2 separate regions of the Macaca mulatta genome follow, and region 2 is linked to region 1. Evidence: chromatin contacts called from public Hi-C data. All regions are on one chromosome and are shown on one strand. Each heading gives the region's core, a stretch centred on a gene start, on an enhancer-like site or on the middle of the called end of the contact. The rest is flanking DNA. Distances are from core to core; before and after follow the strand shown. Region 1 has its middle 19 kb from the start of C17H13orf46. Region 2 holds the start of CDC16 (cell division cycle 16).

Evidence for each region. Hi-C and Micro-C count contacts between places; a contact is called where the count stands out from the background.
Region 2: a Hi-C map of fetal cortical plate shows a contact between it and region 1, with 5 times the contacts expected there. The contact joins the promoter of CDC16 here to the enhancer-like site in region 1. A contact is called at or near these places in 6 of 14 Hi-C or Micro-C datasets (CD4 T cells, blood, fetal cortex germinal zone and 3 more).

Annotation. Positions count from the first base shown.
Region 1 is chr17:108,097,444-108,102,843 of T2T-MMU8v2.0, forward strand. No RefSeq gene overlaps it. Among named protein-coding and RNA genes, the nearest start is that of C17H13orf46, 19 kb to the right of the region's middle. Within about 2 kb of position 3,743, at least 10 of the 40 cell types and tissues checked have an H3K27ac peak or open chromatin away from gene starts, as enhancers often do.
Region 2 is chr17:108,298,441-108,303,830 of T2T-MMU8v2.0, forward strand. It overlaps CDC16 (cell division cycle 16), which reads left to right and starts at 3,894. Exons shown (of 19, transcript NM_001266466.1): 1 at 3,894-4,028. The coding sequence starts at 3,981.

The DNA.
Region 1 (5,400 bases), core at 2,493-4,992:
CCTCCTGTTTAATGAGGAAAGGGATTGGGAGAAGGGGTCTCCTGACTTCTCCCTGGAAGGGCCAAACTGGCAGCCACTGGCAACACCACTCGGGTTACCCACAGCAACCATTGTTTTGGGGTAAACTGTACACATGTCCTTAGGATGTGAGTTTTTCTGCCGGGAATGCCTTTTCATTTTTACACCTTACTTTCCTCTGCTCCCAGCCCACCAGCCACTGGCAAAAAAATACCTCCCAGATTAGGGTGCTTTAAAAGAGAAATAAACAGCCCTGTGCCTCCAGGGGCCATGCTTGGGCCAAGTGTCAGCTAAAAAATAGCAGCTTTATGAACTGTGATAATAGACAAGCCTTGTGCCACGTGAAATGGGCACAGTCACACTGGGTAGCATTTTAACATCTAGAGTTGTTTCGCACTGAGTTGATAAAAAGACTGCAGGATTCCATTAAGTTCAAAGTTCTCTAGCATTGGACAGAAAAGACATCTACATGTAACGGATTTTCATCAGGTTCAGAGGCTCAACGACGGAGGTGGAAGAGACGGACCTCACTGAAGAGCCAGAGAAACTCAGGAGTCACTTGAGTGATCAGCCCAGGTGAGTGCGGCTGCTTGGAGTCTCTGGGTGAGCAGGTAACTGCCAGCGGGTTCTTCTTACTCAAGGCCGGGATAGAGCCGATTCATCCAGGCAGGGGAACCGCGACAGAGAAACACTTTCACACATGCAGAGCCGGCTAAACAGGAGACCGGAGTTTTATTATTACGCAAATCGGCCTCCCTGAAAATGCAGAGGCCGGGGTCTTTCAAGGCTGGTCTGGGGGAAGAGAGTGGGGGGGGCAAGCGAGGGCGCTCGCTGCTGGCTGGTTGGGGGTGCAGTCACAGGGGTGCGGGAAATGGTCCCTGTGCCCGGAGTCGCTCCTGGGTGGCACCAGGGGAGGCTGACCAGTCCAGATGGGGCCATCAGTCATCAGACTTGCAAAAAACCTGAAAAGACATCTCAAAGGCCAGTTTTAGGTTCTACCACAGCGACGTCATCTGAGGGAGTAGTTGGGGAAGTTGCATATTTGTGAGCTCCAGGATAATGGGAGGTCGTCCTTCATGTCTCCATTTTAGCAGAATCCAGGCTCCTCTCATCCTCGTAGCCTGGTGGCCTCTCCATAGCTTTACAAAGGATGTTGAGTTTTGGGGAAGGGTTATTATCATTTAACTATAAACTAAATGTCTCCCAAAGTTAGCTTGGCCCAAGCCCAGGAATAGGTAAGGGCAGTTTGAAGGCTAAAGGCAAGATGGGAGTTGGTTAAATCGGGTCTCTTTCACTGCCATAATTTTCTCACTATTATAATTTTTGCAAAGGTGGTTTCATGCCCGTGGGATCTCCAGTTCGAGATTACAGGACTCTCCCCCCAGGGATCCAAGTGATTGTGCAGTGACCGCGGTCATGCCACGGCCACCAGCCAGAGTGCAGTCCACATCGTGGCCACGTATGGCTCCTACAATCGCAAGCTTGCCGAGAAGGCAGCCGTAAACCAGTACAGGTTAGAGTCCTTTCCCTTGGCTGTGGTAACAATTAATAGCACTGGGGTCCTTCCGCATCCAGATGCAGCCATGACCTCTTCTCATAGACAGCTGCGGCTGAGATGAACGTCCTAGGAGCGTTGTAAACCAAAAGGCATCTGAGATGAATCCGTCAATTTAGGAAGTTCATTTTGCCGAGGTTAAGAACGCATGGATGACACAGCCTCAGGAGGTCCTGACAGCATGTCCCTGAGGTGGTTGGCACAAAGCTTGGTTTTACACATTTTAGGGAGACATCAACATACATCAGATGAACACTGGTTTGGTCCAAAAAGGCAGGACAGCTCAAAGCCGGGAGGAGGCTTCGGGTCATAGGAGACAAAAGACAAATGGTTGCATTCTTCTGAGCTTCTGATTAGCCTTTTACTGAATGCACAGTTCACAGGAATGGTCACTCCTGCCTCAGTCTGGCTCAGTGAAACAAGAGGGCAGAGGAAGCGATTAGCTGTGTGCGTTTGTCCCACAGGAACAGTGGGATGCCTTTGAGGTCTGTCTGTCCTTTGTCCACAAGGAATTTCTTTAAGGGAGGCGTGTCGCTTTTTAAAATCTGTGTAATTCCCTTATTCAGGAAGAGAATGGGAGGTAGATCTGCCTGGTGCAGTCCCCAGCTGGATTTCTCTCTTAGGCTCAGCGATTTGGGGTCCCGAGAATTATTTTCCTTTCACAAGACGAACACGCAGCTCAAAGAGGGAGTAGAACATGATTGCCGCCTCAACCGAACGCCTCTCTGGGCCCAATAATTAAAAGGACTTGCCTCCTCAGATAAAAGTTCTTTTCTCAGTCGTGAGTCTATGAGGTTCCTATTTGCTGCTTTAACAAATTACCACAAACAGTGGCTTCCAACAGCTCAAATTTATTATCTTACAGTGATATTATCTTACAGTGATATCCTACAAAGACAAAGGGCATTCTGTCCCCTCCTGCAGGGAGAATGAAGGCTAAGCCCTGAAGACAGTGTCAGACCCTCACACCCGCAGATGCCCTGACAAGCTGTGCTCCCAGTCTCTGCCAGTCTGTGCCTGGCCCCAAGCTGCCCACAGAGGTACCTCGGTGCTCCCATCTGTAGAGTGGGGTCATCACTCATGCCTCGGCTCCTCAGTGCTCCCATCTGTAGAGTGGGGTCCTCACCCCTGCCTCAGGGACCTCGGTGCTCCCATCTGCAGAGTGGGGTCCTCACCCCCTACCTGCCACTCAAGGTGTTCAGGGCCAGGAGGGCTGTGTCCTGCCTCTCCCCACGGTGGCCTGGCCTCTGTCCCCAAGGAGTTGCTTCCACGTTGCCCTTTTCGGACCTGGACACAGCATTGTACCACGGAGCCCCAAACCTTGTGGCTGGCCCTGGACCCCACCCAGTGTGACAGGAAGGGGCCAAAGTTAACCGCTGTCCCAAAGTTAACCGCTGGCGATGGAGGGAGAGACCCAGAGAATCTCAGGAGTTCCCAGCTAGGGTTCCCACAAGTGATCCTGGATCGCGGCTTCTCGTTGACCGACCTCCCAGCCCAGCCCAGCCAGCCCAGGTGCCTCTGCCCTCGTGTGCACCAGGCCTGGTCCTGCCTCTCCTGCAGGGCCCTGGGCAGCTTTTCTCCCACAGCTGGGCCTGGGGTTCAGCAGGAGCCAGCGCACGGGAGAGATTTCCTCCCCCTCCAGGGCACAGGGTTACCCCTGCACCCACCATGGCCTTCAGAACCAGAACCAGCGAGAAGACCCTGTCCCAGCAGTGCCGCCCTTACGCGGGGCCCCGGGACGTCCGTGGTGTCGGGGAGGTCTGGGGAGGCAGAGCGTTCAGAGGAACTCCGATGTCCACGGCTGAGGGTTTTGTGGGGTCACGTGGGAAGGGCACGGGGCGGGGGAAGTTTCCACACCATTTACAGCACAAGGTTTCCCAGGGGGCTCTCTAGGCTGAGGCATGTGGGGCGGGGGTGTCTGCACCCTGCGGGGTCCTCACAGGCGTGGGGTCCTGGTGTCGGGACGCCCAGCATCTATGAGGGGATCATCCTGAGTGGCGTAGGGACAGCCCCGTCCCCTCCAGCGAACGCTCAGCTGGGGAAGAGGCGTGGAAATCTGTCTTCCTCGCTTGGATCTCGGTGGCTGTGGCTTCCAGGATGGAAACCGGCGGCCTGCGCACCGCAGCCCACGAGGTGGTGCTGTCGGCCAGGGAGGAAAGAAGGGCACGGCCGTCCCTGCGGGCTGGGCCGGAGCCGGGCGGGGCCTGCGCTTGTGGAGGGCGCCCGACGTCCCTTCGTGGACTGTGTGTGGACGGACCTGCTCTGGCCTCGGCTCTGCCCGGCCACACGGTGCCAGCACCACTCCCCACCCCCCGCCAACAGCACTGCCCACTCGGGCAGATCCTGGCCGGGTTTCCAGACCTCAAGACTGAAAGGCGTAGAGCTGCTCAGCCAGGCCCAGGCCTCAGCGCCTGCCCCAGGACTGCGCTCGCCAACCCTCCCCGCGCCTCCTCCAGGCCCCAGCGCCTGCCCCAAGGCTGCACTCGCCAACCCTCCCCGCGCCTCCTCCAGGCCCCAGCGCCTGCCCCAAGGCTGCACTCGCACCACCTGGCCCTCCGCCTCGCTCCCTACGCCTCCTCCAGGCCCCGCTCCCCGTGCCTCCTCCAGGCCCCAGCGCCTGCCCCAGGGCTGCACTCGCTAACCCCTCCCCGCGCCTCCTCCAGGCCCCAGCGCCTGCCCCAAGGCTGCACTCGCATCACGCCGCCCCACACGCCGCTCCCCGCGCCTCCTCCAGGCCCCAGCGCCTGCCCCAAGTCTGCAGTAGCCCCGCCCCACGCCTCCTCCAGGCCCCAGCGTCGGCCCCAGCGTCTGTCCCAAGGCTGCACTCACCCCCCTGCTCCTCCTCCAGGCCCCGCTGTAGTCACTCACAGGCGTCACCAGGCCATGGCGCTGCGGCCCTCCCATTTCGGTGGTTGCCTTTTGCGAAACTCTACGTAGAGATGTGCTGAACTCGACCGTCTAAGACGCCCACAGGGACCGGGGCTCCAAGAGGCTGGGGACTGGCAGCACCTGCTGCTCTGTGTTCAGCACTCCGGACAGGGCCTGGCAGGGGTCAGCAGGGATCCCTGGGTGGCCTGGAGGCTGCTCGGGATAGAATGAAGCTAAGAAGGTAAAAAGCCACGGTGCAACGCGACCCCACTCTTGTAAGACAAGCTATGTCTCTCTGTATATGGCACCATCTGTATGCACAGGGATTGAATACATGTTCCCACGTGTGGGCATCTAAACCCAGTCAGACAAAACCCTGGAAAGAACACAGGATCGTTCCGACAGCCCCCAAGGAACCAGAACGTTGAACTGAGACTCACCCTTTCCTACATCACCTGCAGTGAACACACACATAACACTTGGCAGGGGTGGGGGGGTGACACTGCGGGAAAGAGGTGGCCGGTGGCACGGCCACAGGTGTTTGGGGCCCGACAGGGACACAGCCAAGGTGCAGCTGGCGTGGCTGGAGGAACTGCGCCGGCCCAGGGTCTGTGCTGCCGTGTGTCTGCCGCTCTGCCTGCTCAGAGCTGGGCTCCAAGGGGGCCACTGCGGAGGCACAGGAGCCATGTGGGACTGGACTGTCTCCCCACAGCCTGGGAGAGCTCTGACGGCCTTGCTCACTTACTGGAGTCTGCACAGGTCAGGGGCCAGTGGGGACTGAGGATAAAACTAAGGCAGGCTGGGCCTGGGGCAACAGGGGTCACCACCCCAGGACCACTGGCCAGCCCTAGAAAGCCCAGGCAGCATCTGTGCCCCATGGGACTGAAGGCCAAGGGCAGTGTCCTTCTAGGGGGAGTCTGGGCTTCCACCCCTCCCTGGATGTCACTGCAGCTGACTTG
Region 2 (5,390 bases), core at 2,644-5,143, 200 kb after region 1:
AATTCCAACACCCCATCACTCTTTCTCATGTTTTTCCCCATGTTTTCATCAAATCATAAGTTGTGGCAAAATAATGTCCAACTCTCAATACATACAAAGTAACCCAGAATAAGGAGGACTGATCAAGAAGAATGTCACCAATCACCAAGTGCCACATTCACTGGAATCAGCAGTTCGTAAGCATAGTTACTTGTGTGGCGTTGGGCGGGGGGGCTGTAGTGTGTGTGTGTGGTCTGTGTTGTGTGCACTAGTGTGTGGTGTGTGATGTGTCTGTGGGGTATGTGTGTGGTATGTTGTGTGGAGTATGTCTGTTGGGTTTGTACTAGTATGTGGTGTGTGGTATGTTGTGTGTGGTGTATGTGGACTAGTGTGCGGTGTGTAGTGTGGGGGGGTGTGCACCAGTGTGTGGTGTGTGTGTGTGGTGTGTGTCTATCTCCAGATTAGATGATTTCATGCTTTTTTCAGTGAACTACTGCTGTCATTTTAAAAAATTATCCTCAGCACTATGTTTCAGGCGATAATGATAATTCGTCTTGGCATAAGCAAACTGTGTGTTAATAAAATATTTTTGGCACTGAACAACACCTGTAAGCATTGTAGATTATCCAGAGGCAGTTTTTTTTCACATATCACTGTAGGGAGCTTTTCCTCATTCATCTTACGGGCCCTAAGTCACTGCGTTCCAGCCAGACGAGGTTCTCTGCATTCCCTGAATGCCCTGGGCCTTCTCCCACCTCCACTCCCTCCCCTATCCACTGGGCCAACCCATCCTTCAGTTCCATTTTGGCATCCCTTTGAGGACTGCCACTGTGGCCTCCACAGACATCAAGCCTGTGTTCGCAGGGCCCTCCACAATCTGCACTCCATCACCCGCTCCTGGCAGAACACTGGCACAGGAGACCAAAGCACGTGTGAATGAGTCAATCAGAAGAACAACTTGTACTAGAAAGTGCTTTCCCAAATTTGACATCAAAATTGAGATCAGTGAACACTTTCATGGCTCATGACAAAGTTCATATCCACCTAACAAAAAATGAGGGCATTATTCAGTTAATTTAATAGTGAGAAAGATAATCAGATAACCAGCTAGAGATCACAACATTTCTGAATTGGCTGTTACCCTCATGTCCGCAGGGCTGGGCCCATGTCTGCGGACAGCAGTCTTTGAGAAGCTGCAGAGGGAGCCTGTGCAGGATGACTAGTGCTGCTGTGTCCTGCAGGTGGTGGGACAGGATGCTAGGAAGAAAAGGCGTCCGGCACCTCAGGATGCTCTGTCCGGGTGGCTCAGCTTGCTTCTCATAGCCTCCCAGTCCTTTTACTGCAGTTTCAGGAGGTGATGCCGGCGACGCGGAGCCCGGCATATTCCTCTCCAGGCTTCCCTTCACCCCGCAGAGCTTCCCCACACTGGCAGAACTCGATCACTGCCACCCAGAGGGCATCGTCTCTGAAGAGGCAGGGAGAGGGGGGAAGCTGCAAACCCCAGGCTGATGTTCTCGGTGTCCCCACAGCCTGCTTTTGCCTTAAAACCCCAGATATATTCACGAATGGGTACGACACCCAAGACGCCATTGTCAGCTCAGGGACTTGGTTTTAGTTGCAGCTTTGGGACCTCGGTTAGGTAAGTTACCCTCGCTGGGTCTTACTTTCCACATCAGTAAGTGCCACAAAGCTTAACATTTCTAAGCCAACAGAAAGCCTCAATTTTAATTAACAAACATTTACTTATCAATCATTTTTTACCTGGATGGAGGTTAATTCAAAAAAAAGGTATTAACCCAGAAGGTTTTTCTTTTTAAGAGTGTTAGTGGGGTGCTCATGTCCCGGCGGGGAAGCTCTGAACTTCCTCTGCCCAACTCTGCAGGCGACGCTTACAGCCCCTGTCTGTGGGGTCCAAGTGGACCTGGAGGTCTCCAAGGCAGCACCGGAGCAGACCTGCAGCTGCAGGATGTGGAGAAACGCAAGGTAGATCGAGATTTGACGTTTGGATAGATGTTAATTCTGAACCCTAGAACTGTCTTTGTAAAATGACAACAAAGACATATTTGCCAATCATTGACTTCTTAATCGTGGCTTTTGCTCTTTCAAAGCTTCAACATTTTGCAGTTTCAGCCAACAGAATTCTCTAACTTTGTAAACTGCTCTCGTGTGGCGACAATACCACCTCACTAATCAGTGAGAAGGGTGATTGTTCTCTCTTCCTTTCAGAGTCATTTAAATTCTTGAGAAACCACTTGGCATATTTAATATTCTGGTCATACTGAAAATCCAAGTCTTGTTTTCCTGACCATATTTCAGGAACTAGTTTAAGGAAGGAATTATCTTTTAAAACCACAAAACACAGATTTTTACACACTCAATTTCACAAAACTCAGTATTGCAGAATTGCAAACATGCTCTGTGACTCAGTCTCCAGGGCTTAACTTCCCCCTTGTAGTTTTAGAGGGTCCTGAAATTTTATCTTCTTTAACAAGGGCAAATACTGGGAGAGAATGTAAGGAGAGGAAAATTAACAGAACATTCTGTTAGACAAACCAGCCTCAGGCATGTACATATTTGGCAGAGCTCTAATTTTGTTTGCTAACCTCTGATCACTACCTGAAATGGTCTCTGCAGGATATCAAGGCATCAGCAGTGCTGTGCTCCCGGAGCATCTAGGTGAGAATCCAGTCCCTGGCCTTTCTCAGCTTCTGGAGGCCACCTGCACTCCCGGCTCATCTACCTACCTTCCCCCTCCCCTCCCCTCCCTTCCCTTCCCTCCTTCTCCTCCTTCCTTCCTATCTTTAAAGCCAGCAGCAGCATCTTCCAGTCTCTCTGACTCTCACCCCTGCTGCCCACTTTCATGTGTAAGAACTCTTGTGATTACATTACACCCAGCCACACAACCCATCTTAACTTAGTCACCTCTTACAAAGTCCATTTTGTCATGTGAGGTAATACACAATATTTGTGAGCACTATCAGTTTAACCAGTTAGTAAGTGTGGTAGAGGAAATACAATGATGGAAGGTTTTGAGGAAAGAAAAATAGCTCAGAGCAGTCTGAACTATTTGAAGGATGCAAAATTTATCAGGACGTGAGTGTGAGACTCACTTCAGTCACTGCTCCCCATGCCACGGGGGCAATTGTTTAAGGCATTTTGTTCCTTACTGCTGCGTCACCCATTATTTTCACGTTTCTGGAGTCTGTGAGACAAAGAAAAATCTATAGTCAGTCAATAGCTTATGTTGTTTTAATGTAAATTCTTGATAAACAACCTAAGTTGCTTTCCTTCGTATGTTAAAATCTATTTGCATTTCTTTCCCTGTGAACTGTTTTTTGTCTTTCTCCTGAACCATTGATCTCTTCCCACTTACTTATTACATATATGTAAAGGGAATACTGGCTCTACGTTATAAGGAAATTCGCATTTTGTGATAGGTTTCCAATTTTTCCTAGGTTGTCTTTTGACTTCCTTTGCTGTTTGTGCACACATTTTTTTTTTTTTTTTTGGTAATGAGAGTGCGTTGCTCTTGTTTTTAAAATGTTGACTACATTCTGGGGAAGGAAGGCTCAGCTAAAGCCCCACTTTCCATTGCTCAGCCACCTGCTTTTTGCCCGGGTGGGTGGTCCGGCCCCGAGCCCTCCTAAGTCTCTCGCCAATGCCCAAACGCGCCGCAGTGATTCCGGGGAGGCCGCGCTCTCGCCCCACGGCGGCCAGAAGCCCACGTGCCAGGAGAGGGATCGGAACCAGCAACTCAGGGCCGGTTTCCCGCGCCAGATGGGACTCGTTTGCCGGGGAATTCCGGGGCGGGGCCTGTCTGGAGCGGAAGAGCCTGGGCGGCGCACCGGGACTGGGCGGAGGTGCGGGTCTGCGGCCTTCGAGTGCTGGGGCGGCGGCGGCGGCGGGCGCGGGCACGGGCACGGGCACGGGGCGTGGCGCGGAGCGGGCAGGAGGCGCGCGCCGGGCGGCGGAGTGCGGCGTGAGGCCGGGCCCGCGCGGCCATGAACCTAGAGCGGCTGCGGAAGCGCGTCCGGCAGTACCTCGACCAGGTGGGCGGCCCGGACTGGGAGTGCGGGGCCCGGGCAGGCCGCGCCGGGTCCATTTCCGCGTGGCGTGGGGCTGGGGTGACTGCCGTCAGGGCTCTTGGTGGGGAAGGACTGGACCGGCCCTGGGCCTTCATGTGGGACCAGCAGCGCTGTCTCCGCCTTACCCCGAAGGGAGCGGCCCCTGCCGCTTCACAGCCTGGGGAGTGGAGGCCCCGGAGCGCAGGGGGCGCCTCACTCGGGTCTGAGCCTCGTTCTGCGCTTGGGGAGGTGCCCAAGAAACACCGACTATTCAGTGCAAGTTGAAGGACAATTTTTGAAGGAAAGTTGCAGGGCTAGCGAGTAAAACATTTTTGAGAGGTTTAGTTGTAATTTTTATTGGACTGAATTTAAGTGAATAAAGATGTGCAGAAGCCTGTTGTCTGAAATCAGTACTTTAAAAATTCTCGTTAACTATGTCTGTGTTCCCTGCACTACCTTTGAGTGAATAACAGTGTTTAAAGGAAAGAAGTGTCTTCGAGAATCAGCAGCATCAGTTTTATCTATAATGTCGTTTATTTTTTGTTGAAATGCTTGCTCTTTCAGGAAATTGGAAAGGAAGGGAAAGAAAAGCCATGGTAATGCAGAATTTTCGGAATTGGGTGCTAAATGACGTGGCCACATGTTCGCAGTCCATTTGGAGGGCAGTGTTTTTGTTTACCATAAGTCAGCTGAATTCAGTGTTTTGTGATCGTAGTGAGGAACATGACAGGCCTGGTTTCCAGACGGAGACTCCGGTATTGAGCATATTTGTAACCATCCCGTTGCCATTCCTCCTGCCTCGGGCTGGCAGCAGTGGTCCTGGCTTGCCTCCAGGGGAACTGAGGCAGAGACTGTAGAAGACTGAGGACCGAGGAGCAGAACAGGGACTAAAGCTAGCCGTAGGTCACTGGGTGGCTGGTTCTCATTGTTGGCTCCTTAATTTTTGTTAGACTTGGAGGAGGCGAGTTCTTCCCCATGCTCAGTGAAGCTTAGTTAATTTATGTGTGTGTGTTTTTAAATTTGAGTGTTATTAAAACTGCAACTGTTTTATATAAGGTATTTGAGTATAGTGTTCTATCTACTAAAATTCACTTTGGGATCCATTAACAGATCGTTGAAAGTGTTATATAAATAGCACAAGAATTGTTAGACTAGTTTTTGCTGTTTCACTTGCATTTCACTTGTATGTTTCGCGATACATTTTTACAGTGTATGAGTTTTAAAAAATTGTCTTCATGAGTTGTATATACACAGATATTACAGTAATATTTGTATTGTGACATTGAACTAAAATTCACCCGATGTGAGATATAAGATAGAGATGTAACAAATTGTTGTTTTGAGATG